Linked DNA regions of Danio rerio: region 2 is linked to region 1. The links are chromatin contacts, called in public Micro-C maps. All regions are on one chromosome and are shown on one strand. The core of a region is the stretch at or near the end of the contact, and the rest is flanking DNA. Distances in the headings are between cores, read along the strand shown. Region 1 holds the start of pofut2 (protein O-fucosyltransferase 2). Region 2 holds the start of pms1 (PMS1 homolog 1, mismatch repair system component).

Region 1 (7,334 bases), core at 3,979-6,478:
CAAACAAGGCGATGTATTGCTTTATGTTAAAAAAATGTTAATCACCCCTCTATTGGAATTTTGTCGTATCTGCAAGGTGCTTTTGAACTTTGTGAAAAATTATTAAAATTTCTATTAATACTTCTTTTAAAGAAGTACTTAATACTTCTATTAAAGAAGCTCTGGACGTCTGCAGTTGTGGAAGGTGAATTGGTGTTTGATTAGATTTCTTTTTTCTTTTTATTTATTTATTATTTTCAGTAGATTTTTTTTAACAAGGAATATAATTTAGTTTTTATTTTCCCCTAAAAATGTCTGGGGTGAGTTTTAGGTATTAGGGTTTGATTTATTGTAAAACCTTGAAAAAACTTAATAAAGACATGTTTTAACAAATATGCCATATAAGATTACTTTGGTAGATAAACTACTCTTACACATAAATAACAGTTTAGTAGGTATCTAAGGTAGAACATTACAAATGTATAATAATATAATTTTTTCTCAATAATAAAATAAAACAGGAAACATTCTGATGCATAAATTAAAGCTATTGACCTTATTCTTGACGTAGGAGCGGATGCAGCCATTGTTATCTTTTTGGCTCGAGAGATCCTCTCTCATTCACTCTTATTGTTTTTAGACATTTTAAACAGCTCATTATGCAGCTTGATGTTGCAAACTGACATTTTCTTATTATAATATTCTACTTTGTCTGTATAGTCATGAATACACTTGGTTGTAGAGCAAGTAGTTTGACCGTTTTCTGCCATTTATCATTCCAAGCCATTTCTCCCATAGGCAACTAAATTGGAAGATCTAAAACAATGGCAAAAACGAGCGCACTTCCGCATTGTTGAATAGGTTCAATATTGCGCACTGTTGTGATGCTTGAAATATATATATATACATATAAAATGTTTTTCTCTTAAATAACTGTTCTATGACTCTAAAAAATGCATGAGCATTCCTCGCATTGTCCTTTAATTGTGCCTCTCACGAGCATCTGAACTGGTTGAGCATGATTTTAAAGCAGTACCTGTAATAACCCTGTTTGTCTTTTGAGTACATCAGCTTTTCAATACACGGTCTGTCATCCACCTTCTCCTCCCATTTTCCATCCGTCCAGCCCTCTGCATAGCTCTGCAGCACAAGGATCTGGTCAATGAAGGGACCCCCAGACTCTGAGATCAATAACAAAGATGCAGACAGATGGAATCATAACAAAGTCTAATTTTTTTGTATTTTATTTATAAAAGCAATGCACCCGCTTACACTGAACAGAACTCAAAAATGAAAATCACATCCTTATTAACTATGTAATGATCTTCTTTTGTGTTCAGAAGATAGAAAGTCATACATTGATGGAAATACTTGAATGTGTTGAATGTGAATGTTATTTTGGGCTATTTGGATTTTTACGAAGTGTTTTTTTTTCATCACACTGAAAAATCGAACTAAGGATCCTTGTAACAAACTTAAGTGTGTGTTGTTTCAGGAAAGCAACCATTTATTTGTGTTGTGTTTTATTTTCACTAATTTATTCTTCATTTAATTTTTAATTTAATCATATGATAATTAGTCATTTATATAATTATCATTATATCATTTTATTGATCAGTAGTTTTTGGATTAAAATTACTGATTTTTTTTTTTAGATTTGATTAATACTGATTATTTGCCATTTTTATTGTTTTTATATTTTATTATTATTATTATTATTATTATTATTATTATTTACTCATTTTCTTTTCGGCTTAGTCCCGGCTTAGTAATCTGGGGTAGCCACAGCGGACTGAACCGCCAACTTATCCAAGATATATTTTTACACAGCGGATGCCCTTCCAGCTGCAACCCATCTCTGGGAAACATCCATACTTAGTTATTGACATATTCTTATTAAATGACAACTTATTTACATTATAGGATGTTTTTTTTTAAGTTGTTTACATTTTAAGACTTTTCATAAAAAAAAAAAAATAAAAAAAAAAACAAGTGTTACACCCATAATGTTTGCTATGGAATGCAAAAACTTTGAAGTTTAATATCTCAAAATCATTCAGAACGCAGATAGAACCTTATAATTCCAAGGTGACGATGTGACTAATACATTAAAATCTAATATATTTGACTCTGATTTGATTCTAACATTTGACTCTAATACCTGTTAATAATATATAACAAGTATCATGTTATTTGACTCTAATATAATTATTGTGTCAGAAATGTATGAAAAATAGTGCATATTGAAATGACAAAATACCACATTTGCATATTTAAATGTATAATTTTAGAAAACATCCAATATAAAATGAAAGGTTTGCAATTTTTTTATGTAATCAGTAAACTGCAGATGGTGACAACAATTAGTTCATTTTTACCCTGCTCACCTGCAGTGTCTACTACAGGGATAGTTACTCTTATCTCATCAAGTGGTTCTATACCTTTATGAGTTTCCTTTTTTCTGTTGAACACAAAAGAAGGTATTCTGAACTATCCCTTTAAATAGCACATGACTAACAGTCACGCACTGTCTTCATACTGTAGGTAAAGTGTGTATATTCTCCCACTAGCTTCCACATTTGGAATTACAGTTTATATAATAAACATATTTCTTCAACATTTTCACTTTCTGAATAAATTAATCACAGTTCAATTGAGCTAATCAAATTAACCACCTGTCATTTCAATTCTTCTCTCTAAAAGAAACAATCAATGAAACTAGTGTAACTTACCAGCAATAAACTCCTCGTATTCAATGACTGGTATGTTAGCCTGCAGGCTGGTTATGCTGAAGAATTCACCCCACGGGATGCGGAGCTGATGTATTTCAGGGCTTTGCCAGTGATACAGTCGTCCCCATGGAGGCAAAACCAGCACCCAGTCACCCTCTTTCCTCAACGTCTTCAGCAAAGTGGCCATGCGGATATAAACATCCCGTCTGAGATTGAAGCCTTCAGGTGGATTCACATCATACAGGAGGTAGCTGACGAATTACATAAAGACGGGAGCATTCATAAAGTGCAAAACATTTTTAGGTCTCCAACTTATGTATTAGATTAAATGTTATGTTTCCATTTTCTCAAAGTCTTATATCAAATACATTTTTTTTCAGCAAACAGATTTATAATTGAATTTAATCAAACTTTGTATAGATTTTAATAGAAAAAATGACTTCTTTTTGATGTCTTTTCCAATCAAAGTAACATGTTTTTAATGATTTAATTATATCAACAACAAATTACAAACTTATAAGATTGCTATCATGAAGAAGCTTAATATTACATTTATTTAATTAAACTTAATTAAACCACTAATTGAGGTGGAGCATTTGTGTTTCATTTAAATAAGAAATATTACAAGTGTTTTTTTTCCCTTTTTATTCTCTCACAAATTCCAAACTACATGCATTTTTAAATTGATGCAAATTGAATTGCAAAAATTAAATCTGCAAAATGAAAACATCTAAACTGTAAAATATTTGTTTAAATTAATACATCAATTAGAAAACTGTCTGTAATACTTTCTCACTAGAAATCAAACGCACAACATTTATTTAATAACAGATTTATTAGACTTATAAGATAATTTAATAAATGATCAAATAAAATAAATCAAACGTGCATTTAGTTAAGCATTTTCAACCTATTTTTTGTTTCATTAGATGTAGCTTGGAATAGTTTTTTTTTTTTTACTTTCTCCAAATAAAATGTTTAGAAAAGGTTTTTTTTTTTTTTAAATGAACACCTTTTCCCTACTTCTCTCTTTCTCTCTATCTCTCTCTCTCTATTCAATTCAGTTCAGTTCAATAATTGCTTTATTAGCATGACAAATGTTGCAAATAGACTGCCAAAGCATTTATAAAGTTTACATAAAAACACACATAAACAAAAAAGTCACAGTAGTAATCGTAATAAAAAATATGTAAATATTCATTCATTCATTTTCTTTTCAGCTTAGTCTATTTATAAATCAGGGGTTGCCACTGTGGAATGAACCACCAACTTATCCAGCACATGTTTAATGCAGCGGATGCCCTTCCAGCCGCAACCCATCACTGGGAAACATCCATACACACTCATTCACACACAAACACTACGGACAATTTGGCCAACCCAATTCAATCTATAGCGCATGGCTTTGGACAATATAAACAGGGGGCTAATAATTCAGTGGGGCTAATAATTCAGACTTCAACTGCATGTATGTATGTATGTATGTATGTATGCATTATGTATGTATGTGTGTGTGTGTGTGTGTGTGTGTGTGTGTGTGTGTGTGTGTATATATATATATATATATATATATATATATATATATATATATATATATATATATATATATATATATATATATATATATATATATATAATATAATTAAATAAAAATATAAATAATATATCATACTATTTAATATATCATATATTATTCAATATATTATAAAATATATCAATAAAAAATAATAGATAAGAATAAACTGTACATTTCACAATCAACATTTTAGGAAAAAACAATAATAAAAACAAAAATAATCAGTACATTTACAACGATTCATTTATATTAATCTAGATGTCAATAATCTCTCTCTCTCTCCCTCTTTCTATCTCTCTCTCTATCTCTCTCTCTCATTTTCTTTCAAATGAATATATTTTCATTAATAAGATTCTTTCCCAGAGATGGGCTGTAGCTGGAAGGGCATCCGCTGTGTAAAACATATGCTGGATAAGTTGGCGGTTCACTCCGCTGTGGCGACCCCAGATTAGCAAAGGGACTAAGCCGAAAAGAAAATGAATGAATAATAAAAAATCGTAATAATTAAAAACAACTTTTGAATAATTTAGTGCGAGAAGAACACTCTTACAGTACTTATAATAGATTTTCTATATAGGGTGGTGCTGAATAAGTGCTGCCAATTAAATTCGAATGGCACTGCATAAAAGGAATAAATCAACAACATTCTTAACATTGATGGACAAAAGCAACATAAAAGTATGAAGCATCTTTTGCAGTTTATAACAGTCCTACCGAACATCCCGTGATGCTGCAGCCACCGGTGAAAACATCGACTGACCGGCGCGAAATGCATCGTCCTCTGAAGCAGACGACGAGTTACTAGATAAAATAACAAAGATAAATACTGTAATATATCCTAAAATATGATGGAGATGGACAGACACAGCTGTTCCCCTGTTGGTCGCCATGTCTTTCTTTCACAGCCACGCAGTTCCGGCGTCGGCACAGTTGCCTAGCAACTCACACACCAAAGTATATATCGGTATTTCCTCTTTTCGCGATTACAAAACCCAACAATGCAAAGTGATATATAGTCTTATACATGACACCATTAATTAAAATAATAAGAGAGCACATACTGCGTTATAGTTCGAAATATAAGACGTGGATGAAACTAGTCTGCCCGCTTCTCGCGAGATTTGCTCTATAGTGTCGCGCCATTATGACACCATGAAGAAGGGCCAATGAGCAGTCGCGACAGGGTGAAACCTTACTGTGCACAGTGATCCAGAACATCAAAGATATGAGCATGTCGTTAATAATTTTCACATCTGCACAGAGGTGAGTATTCTTAAAGTGTCCCGGATGTGGTGTTATCGTGGATTAGTTCTGCTTACAGGCTCTGTAGATGAAACAGGCTATCGCATGCAACCTGACAGTGTAGTACAGTACAGTTGAGGACATTTGTCCGAAGTTTGGACGTTGACTGTTATGTGTAAGTTACATTGTCTAATAACGTTAACGTAAAGAAAGTCAGCAAATAATGTAAGCAAAACATTAACAAATATATTATAAGAAGAATGTTTCTGAAACCTATAGAAGCCAACTACAATTCTGCATTCTCCATGACATTTAGGACAATCATTTGTTGCTAAATTTGTTCATATATTTTAGTGTTCATATATTTTAGTGTATTTTTGTTTGTAGATGAAACAGTTGTATGTATGTAATTATAAAATCTTGAGATATTTAGTGTTTTCTTGCTGTCCATTGTTTCTTGGAAAATTATTATTGTTTTTTATTTTGTAGTATGGAATCTATTACATTACATTATTTTAGAGACAACTTTTACTATATTATTTAGCCTTTTTTGTAATATATTGTAATTGATTTTGTGCCTTGTCCACTTTGTCATTGATATTTAAAAATAATCATAATACAATAAAATTAAATGCGAGTAAATTCAATATTTGTATGTTGTTTGTTTACTAGAGGTTTCAGTTTCAAATATTTTGTCTATTTTTTGTAGCAATGCTTTAAAATATGTATAACACAAAATTAGTAACAACACTATTGATTTTATCCTACACAGATTGCGATCAGTCTGTAGATTGCAGAGAATACATGGACACATGGTAAGTATTCTCAAGGACTGTATTCTTAGTGTGTGTGTGTGTGTGTGTGTGTGTGTGTGTGTGTGTGTGTGTGTGTGTGTGTGTGTGTGTGTGTGTGTGTGTGTGCACACAATTATTCATCCAGTTGAAAGTATGCACATTGCTAGTATGGATAATTTTATTTGTTTACATGATAAAATAACCATTTTGATTTGATGTCTTGTCCTAAATTGCTTGAAATTTAAATAAATTGTTAAATTAAGCTTGATACTGAAATAAACGCGACCAGTAAAATAAAAAATTACATATCATAATTGCTGTATAATATGCTGTATTATTGTTAATAAAAACAATAGTTATACATGGGTTAAAGACGTGATGACGTGATTTTTGCAAATAAAATTTTATTTTACAAATGCTTCTTTTTATGTGTGTGTGTGTGTGTGTGTGTATATATATATATATATATATATATTTATTTTATTTTATTTTTTTAATTGCCACAATATATTACAATATATATATATAATATCATTTGAACCAGATGATTTGATTATCTCTATTAGTAAAGATTTCATTCATATAGATTGACTGAGGTGATCAAGTCTTTTTCTATCCATCACATCTGCATAAATTATAATAAATTAAAATTAATAATTGCAATTAAACAATTAAAATATTATTTATTAATATTATTTTACATTCAATGTAAAATAACATGGTCATAATTGTATAAATAATTAAATATAATGTATTATACATTGTATTAATAATAATATATGATACTATCTTTATTTTTTATATTTAATACACAGTCTAATCCTGCGATATGACTATTTCAGATACACACATTGCGATTTTGATGCTCAATATTGTCATTGTTATATATATATTTGTAATAACAAAAAGATTCTGCATATTTCTTCCATCAAATACTATTTCTATATGTCTGGTTTCAGATGTCCAGTAAAGCTGGATCTGAAGTTCTGTTTGAGAAAGTGGGAAAAGCCG
Region 2 (7,782 bases), core at 931-3,430, 150 kb after region 1:
CTTGTTTATGTAAAGCACTTTGACTTGCCACTGTGTATGAAATGTGCTATATAAATAAACTTGCCTTGCCTTGCTTGCTTCATTTATACATTTTACAAATGCTGACTAAAGTGCTTTACAAATCAACCAACACACAAAATGTATGCTTGTATATGTAAACAAAATAAAATTGATTAAAATCAAATGCAAGAGACAAAAGATGAATGAGATTTAAAAGCACCAAGGTAACAGCATGACCTGATATATAAAAGCAAACCATTGCACAGGCGAGGGGCTGCAACAGAAAAACTCCTGTCCTTCTTTTGATTTTAATCGAGACTTGGGAAAAACTAGCTGAAGCTGTTGTGCCGACTGAAGAGGACTAGATGAAGTATGCCAGTGAACAGGCTCACCAATGTAAGTAGGTGCCAGACCATTCAAACCTTTAAAAACATTAACTTGTACTGAATCCTAAAGTGGACTGGGAGCCAGTGAAGGGAAGATAAAACTGGTGATATGCTAGCACATTTCTTTTTACTTGTAATAGTAAGATTTGCATTCATATCATAATACGAGCAAAAAAGCAGACCTGACTAGTAAGATAAGATTTGTTGTACTAGTAATAATTACAAAATAGTGCATAATGCCTAATGAAAACTAATACTTAATTGATTAGCATTTATTAAATAGGCACCATCTAAATATTAGTATCAATTAAATTAGTTGTAGTAATGAATAAACCAAACTAGTAATATTTAAAATATGCTAATGCCAGTCAGTATTTGAATAATAATATTAACAACAAGTCAGAAATAAAGTATATCAAAGCAGAGCTTATAATTACAAAATAGTGCATATGGTGCCTAAAAAATGAGAACTAATACCTCATGAATTAGCATGTAATGAACAGGCACCATCTAATGAACATCAGTATTAAATAAATAGGTAGTAGTAACTAATGAATGCAAACTTGAAATATTTAAAAATATGCTAATGTCAGTCAGTATTTGAATAATAATAATAAAAATAATAAGTCAGAAATAAATGATATCAAAACAGCTTATAATTACAAAATAGAGCACATGGTGCCTAATGAATAAGAACTATTACCTTATGAATTATGTATTAAATAGGCACCATCTAATGAATATCAGTATCAAATAAATATGTAGTAACATTTATTAAACACAAACCAGTAATATTTAAAAAATATGCTTAATTAGTCAGTATTCAAATAATAATAACAAGTCAAAACTAATTTATATCAAAACAGAGCTTATAATTAAAAAATAGTGTGTTTGGTGCCAAATAAATAAGAACTAACCCATAATGAATTAGCATATATTAAATAGGCAATATTATCTCATGAATAAGAATCAGAGAGAATCTAAGGAATGAGTTCTAGTATTTTAAGAATGCTGTGGAAGTTGTACATACAAGTTGTAATATTTCATTAAAAAGTGAAGCCAGGAATTAAAAGATGATATCAAAACTATGTGTGTATAAAATATGTCAATTTAATTAAATTCAGGTTTGTTTGTATAGTGTTTTTCACAATAATTATTTTATCAAGGCAGCTTTACAAAAGGTATTACAATCAAATTCAGTTAAGGTTATTAGTTACCATAAATGTATTAGTTACTAATAACTTTAACTAATTACCAAGTAACTTTTAACAGTTAGAGTTACTGTATTAACATACTTAACCTGCAGTTATATAGTAAACAGGTGTTGTATATGTGTACATGTTCAATGAAGCGTGTTTGTGTATTACTGTATATGTGCCAGAAAACACATACTATACTATGCTACGCTATACTGTACTACACTGTAAATTTAACACATACTGACGTTAGGCTAAACTGTACATGTGACATTTATGATAACTTGATATATATATTTACCAGTTTGACTTCAAGGCTTGAGGAACCAGCATCAAGTGAATTCTCGATCAGTTCCTTGACAACATTCAGGACAGATGTAATAACCTGAGAGCTGCACAGCAGACGCACAGTCTCGGGGGGAAGCGCCTTCATGGTTCTCTTTCTAAAAAACAAAATAAATGTTTACAACCTGTCTAAGTTCAGTAAGATGCAGCATACGTGAATTAAAATGGCCAAAAATATCCCAACTTACTTCAGGTAGAATGTTAAAAAATATCCAGTAACTTCATCACACAAGTGTACTTCACATGTTTCCGAACGTCTCGGATATGACTTAACTGGCGCCTAAATGACGTCTGTGTTATTCTCTGCACTGATTGGATGTTGTCGCCTTGTCGTGTTTTGTTTTTATATTTGACGATGTAAATAAAAGCTAGAAAACTACGAAAATATGTAAACCAATGAAAAATATATACAAGTATTAGTTTTTAAATCGTGTGTGCATTTATCCTAACACGTTTGGAATTAACTCATATAACAACTTAAACATATTACACAGAATAATAAATAACAACAAAGTTTTCGTCATAAAATGAGCTAAAGTAAATGACGATTTATAAGTTATGGTTATTTACTAGCTCTATAAAAGTAGAATCTCTTTACGCTTGTTATTTGCAGAATAATCGCATTTATGTGTAAAAAGTGGCTTATATAATTCTTCCTGATTATGAAATAATCAATAGCGAGACATTTATTAAGCAAAATGTAAGCAAAATTAGCATTTTATCTGTTTTATTTTGTAAACATTACGCTTTTAGTGGGCGTGCCGCGTTTCATCTCGCGAGGTTTGCGGTTGTAACCCCGTTAGCAGTGGTAGCCTGGTCTGCTAGCGGTGTGTGTGCGGTGAGTCAGCCCGCAGTGCGCGCAGCGGAGGCCGGCAGCGCTCCAGCCTGCTTCACCCGGACGCAAAACAAGGTACCGTTACACATCTCCTACCCAACAAAGTCGCTAAATTAAACCCTAATAGCCCAAGACCTAGCAATAATCGCGCGATTTAGCAGCTTTTACTTCTGTTTGAGGTGTTTAATTGAAGTAGAGTGAAACAAAAGCAACTGGTGTTTGTTATGAAAGCAGTTGATGCTAAATAAAGAGCATTGCTCATGCGCAAAACCAAAAAACAACATAATGTAAGGACACATGCGGGGATAAGCGTGTTTAAACAGTGTTATTGTAAGTGGTTAGATTGTGAGCTGTGCTAGAAAATGCAGTGTTTTGTCGTGTAGCTCAGCTGCTAACTCTATGTGTGTCATAGACTTGTTTATCTCCTCCAGCTGCTGATGCAAAACCAACACGAGTCTGTATGTAACATTTAATAAACGTTAAATAAATGTTTGCTGGCTGTGTTATTTGCAACAGGCTTTTTATAAGTAAGAGCTATACAACACTGTTGCTGTTCAATTGCTGAGTTGTTGTCTATAGAAATATTAAAACATGTATTACACAATCAGAGAGAGATAATTTGATGTGTTGACATGATTAAGTGTAGCAGGACTTTAGCCTTTGACCTCTGATTTTATTTTAATGCATATATATTGTACGAAATATCAGATCAAATAATAGTGTTTGTGTGTGCTTTTCTGCAACTGATTGATAAGTTGATATGAAAGAAGCAAACAAATGAGCTTAATATTAGGTAACATTGAACTTTGACTTTCGAGCAGCTGCTTGAACCGCTTACCATGCCAGATAAAGCAAACATGCCATAAAATGTCACTTCCACCTCTTTTGCTGTTCCAAAGAAAAACCGAATTGTTGTGAATTATGTGAGGACGACTTAGCCGACGTGAACAGTAATAGAGCATCCTATGAAGAATCGGTCTATTGTAAGTGCATGAACATGCTTTTGTTGGCATATAGACGAGACCTCATTCAGACTTTGTCAAGCTGTACTCTTAACTAGAACAATAAAACATCTATGAAAGAACTAGTAAACCCAATTTTAAAGACTGACCGCTTTTGCTTCAAATCAATCCCCTATAGATAGCAAAAATACATTTAATAATTTGAATAGGTTCTATATAAACAAATCAGGTTAAGATGGCAAACATTTTATAAGAAGATTTTAGAGTGAACATTAAGTCTGTTTTGGAGATTTTCTTCTTACTCAGCATTAAAATAGCAAAGGAAGCTTGCATGGCATTAAAGCATCAGCTAACTAATCTGCAGCTAATGAGAAGCTTACCAAACATTTGCGTGTACTGACATATTGCTGTTAGTTATGTTTAAGAGAGAAAACAAAACCACTCAAATACCCTTTTTTAATAGTTAATTTTTTTGTTGTTTTTATTTTGTTGTTTTATCATTTAATGTCTGAAATTTAATTTAACAGCTTTTTATACTATGCAGAATTATGGAGCACAAAAATCTGGAAGTTTGAAATTGCTATACAGTGTTTGATTTTTAACAATACCTAATAAACCTTTAAAGATATGTTGTAAGGTCTGAGGTTGTTAATGGTATATTTCCTGTTAAATCCACCCGTTCACATCAATTTCACTATATTTTAGTCCCTCCAGTATTTTGCAAGTCCAATGTGGGTTTTGAGGGAAAAAATAATTTATTTATTATTTTCTGTGTTTATTATTATCCACAGAAAAACACAAGAACTATGGCAAATAATGCTATAAGTTTTAAGAAAAAAATGAGACACAATCAGTAATTTTAGGCCACAAATATACATGAAAAAAAACTGGAAGGACTAATATTTGTAATACAACGATGTAGGAGAATTTGTGCAGAAAACTACATTACCAATGAAGCTGCACAAAAAATTTCACCAATCAATTGTTACATGCCAGGGTTGTAGAAACAGGTTTCATGTCAAATTTAAGACATTTTAAGACCTTTTTAGAACCATTATGAATGAAATTACACTTACACAAGGCTGAGGAGTTTTTCGAATGGCCCTGTTAAAATATTTAAATAGCCATTAAAACAAATGTTATTGTAGGGAAGTTACATGAATAAATAATCTTTTGTTGAAACTTTTAATGAGATGAAATGTTAGTGATTGGATGGGTGTTAGCCAAATTGGGTAGCTTTACTTGAAAATAGGAAAATAAGACCTGTTTAAAATGATTTAAGACCTACAACACGATATTTCAGCGAATTTAAAACTTAAGGTTTAAAATTTTGTTTTAATTTAGGCATGGCAAGTTTATATAGCACATTTCATACACAATTGTTATTTCAAAGCACTTTACATACACGGGAGTAAAAGAGACATGTATAAGAAACGAATGATTTAAAAACAGGTTAAAATGTGTTAAAACAGGTTATAAAAGGATGAAGCGGGAAGAAAGACAATAGTGCGATCTGTAGGACGTAGCACAGTGCTCATTCAGTAAAGGCACAGCTGAACAGATGTGTTTTCAGTCTTGATTTGAACGTGCCTAATGTTGGAGCACATCCGATCATTTCTGAAAGCTGATTCCAGCAGCAAATTCAGACCCTGCAGATACCCTGGCATGCCTATATTGCTATAAACTTGAAATATATTGTATTTATATAAGGATATTGCAATATTGACTTTAAAATTATTAGTTTCAAATTTCATTGTAATTTGCAGCGCTTAATAGAATTTTCTTCATTTACCTCGTTATGTACACATGCTGCGTCCCAATTTGCATACTATCCATCCTAAATACTAATCTATTCTTGAATACTATTTCCAAAGCCATAGTATGTTAAAAAAAAAAGAGTATGCCAAAGGTTCCCGGATGGTTTAATATTTCCGGTGAAAATTTGAAATGTAGAGGCATCCATACACTAACCGCTGATATTGCCCAGTACATTGCACGTTGGACGTGAATTTGATTAGAACTACAAGCTCGGGTAAAAAGTGTAAACAAACCAAAAACATGGCAGACCATGAGACCAAGGCTGCATCCGAAACTGCATACTACTCAGTAGGTACTGCATTTGAATTTAAACGTACTACTCAGCCGTTAGAAAAGTGTGTTCTATACAGTATGAATGTGAAAAGTATGAATGGAATTTGGATGTACTACATCCGCCATTTTGACATAGTCACGTGACGTACCTGCGTAATTTGCGTCGCTTTACTCCCATTCATCAGTTCGCTCGCGGGGCATCATGGGATAGCGCAGCGTGCATGGGATGCGTACTCCAGAATCTCGCCGGAAGTAGTAAGTCATCCGGGTACTTCTCGCACAGTTTTTCGAATTCTATGAATTCGGACATACTACTCGGCTCACATACTGATTTTAGCGTACTGTATAGTATGGAAGTATGCGGTTTCGGACGCAGCCCAACTGTCAAGTAGAGCGGTTTGGGAAAATTTGTTTGAATGACTGTTAATCAATATCTAATCTATCCAACTAGAAGATATTTAAACTGCATTTTCTGTGTTACATTTCATCTGCAACAACGTGAACTCGTATCAAGATATGTTTGGACATTAACTTCTGAATGCATAATTACCAAAAGACCTGAGGAGATTTCTCTGCATGAAAGACTCGCGAATGGTAGATTATCCTGCTGCTGCTGCTTCTCCTGTAAGATCTGTAATAAAATATGAAAGAAATGTGGATAATGTGTGGAGATGATTGACAGGGGACTTAACTAAGCAGCATAATTTGTTAACGAGGTAGTAATATGTCCTAAAGCTTGCATACTCTTCTGTTACAAACTCAAAAGTATATACTTTTCCTTTACAAAAAAAAGTGCATACTTTTAGGGCATAGTATAAGTATGTTTGATCCGCGGCTTATAACACTCAAACAAAGGCTTTTTTTAACTCCTATGTGAAAAACGAACGTGGAAAAAATCCTTCTGAAACTTAATAAGTGGGCAGCCACTAATGCATTCTTTTGTATTGCTTGACTTTATATTTCCATTTTGACATTTTAGACTGCTGTAATTTACTGTTTAATTGGTCTGTCCACAGAAAAGCAAGATGAATGTCGGCGTGGCCCACAGCGAAGTGAACCCAAATACCCGTGTGATGAACAGTCGAGGGATATGGCTGACATACGCGCTCGGCGTCGGAATGCTTCACATTGTACTGTTGAGCATTCCTTTCTTCAGTGTTCCTGTTGTGTGGACCCTCACAAACGTTATTCACAATTTTGTAAGTGTCCTGAATAATCCTTTGTTATATGCCCTGTCTTATTCCCCTGTGCATGGGTTGTCATTTTCTCAGCAGTGGCCCGAGTCTTGACAATTGATGCTTCCCTAGTAGCCTGCGTGGCATTGTTATATAAGACTGCTCTTGCACAAAGATTCAAGGTCAACAGTATGACATCAGCAATCAAGTTAGAGCTCGCTGGCACATGATGATGCATGACGGCTTGTGCCACAATGATAAAGAGAGGCTATTCATAGGGACACTGCGATGTGTCTGTTGTCCTGACATGGAAAACTAATTTAATAAGCGTAGTAGGTTTTCATACATGGGAGTTATCATACAATAGCTTTTCATGAGGTAAAGCTACAGGTTAGGTCATTGTTTATTGATCAATTTTGACCACCAGATCTTTCAAAATGTAATTAGCAAAGGCACATTTTGAGGCTTGTTTATATTTTGTCTTAAAGGTTTAGTTCAATCAAAGATTAAAATTCTGTTATTAATGACTTATGTTGGCCTTTTGGTCATTCTTGGATAACATCTTATATACTTAGATATTTTAAAGATTCCTAAAAAGATTTATTTATTTATAAATCTTTCATCCCTCATATACAGCAAGGGTCCATAGATACCTAAAGGCCCAAAAAGGAACTAAATGTATATGTTATAACAATGTAATGTCTCGGCTGTGATTTTAAAAATGGCGATTCCTATGTTTTCATTCATCTGCTTGTGTATGCGCTGGTGACGTGTCTCTGTAAACCAATATCG

The links. Hi-C and Micro-C count contacts between places; a contact is called where the count stands out from the background.
Region 2: a contact with region 1 is called in a Micro-C map of caudal fin, with 8 times the contacts expected there. The contact joins the promoter of pms1 here to the promoter of pofut2 in region 1. A contact is called at or near these places in 3 of 18 Hi-C or Micro-C datasets (caudal fin, hematopoietic stem cells and an unstated tissue).

The regions. Positions count from the first base shown.
Region 1 is chr9:42,597,410-42,604,743 of GRCz12tu, forward strand. pofut2 (protein O-fucosyltransferase 2) reads right to left here and starts at 5,229. Exons shown (of 9, transcript NM_001077630.2): 1 at 5,002-5,229; 2 at 2,712-2,962; 3 at 1,016-1,160. The coding sequence starts at 5,177. It overlaps hibch (3-hydroxyisobutyryl-CoA hydrolase), which reads left to right and starts at 5,449. Exons shown (of 14, transcript NM_001014316.2): 1 at 5,449-5,550; 2 at 6,302-6,344; 3 at 7,283-7,334. The coding sequence starts at 5,519.
Region 2 is chr9:42,751,358-42,759,139 of GRCz12tu, forward strand. It overlaps pms1 (PMS1 homolog 1, mismatch repair system component), which reads right to left and starts at 2,181. Exons shown (of 13, transcript NM_201319.2): 1 at 2,116-2,181; 2 at 1,884-2,025. The coding sequence starts at 2,015. It overlaps ormdl1 (ORMDL sphingolipid biosynthesis regulator 1), which reads left to right and starts at 2,778. Exons shown (of 4, transcript NM_200093.1): 1 at 2,778-2,837; 2 at 6,832-7,014. The coding sequence starts at 6,841.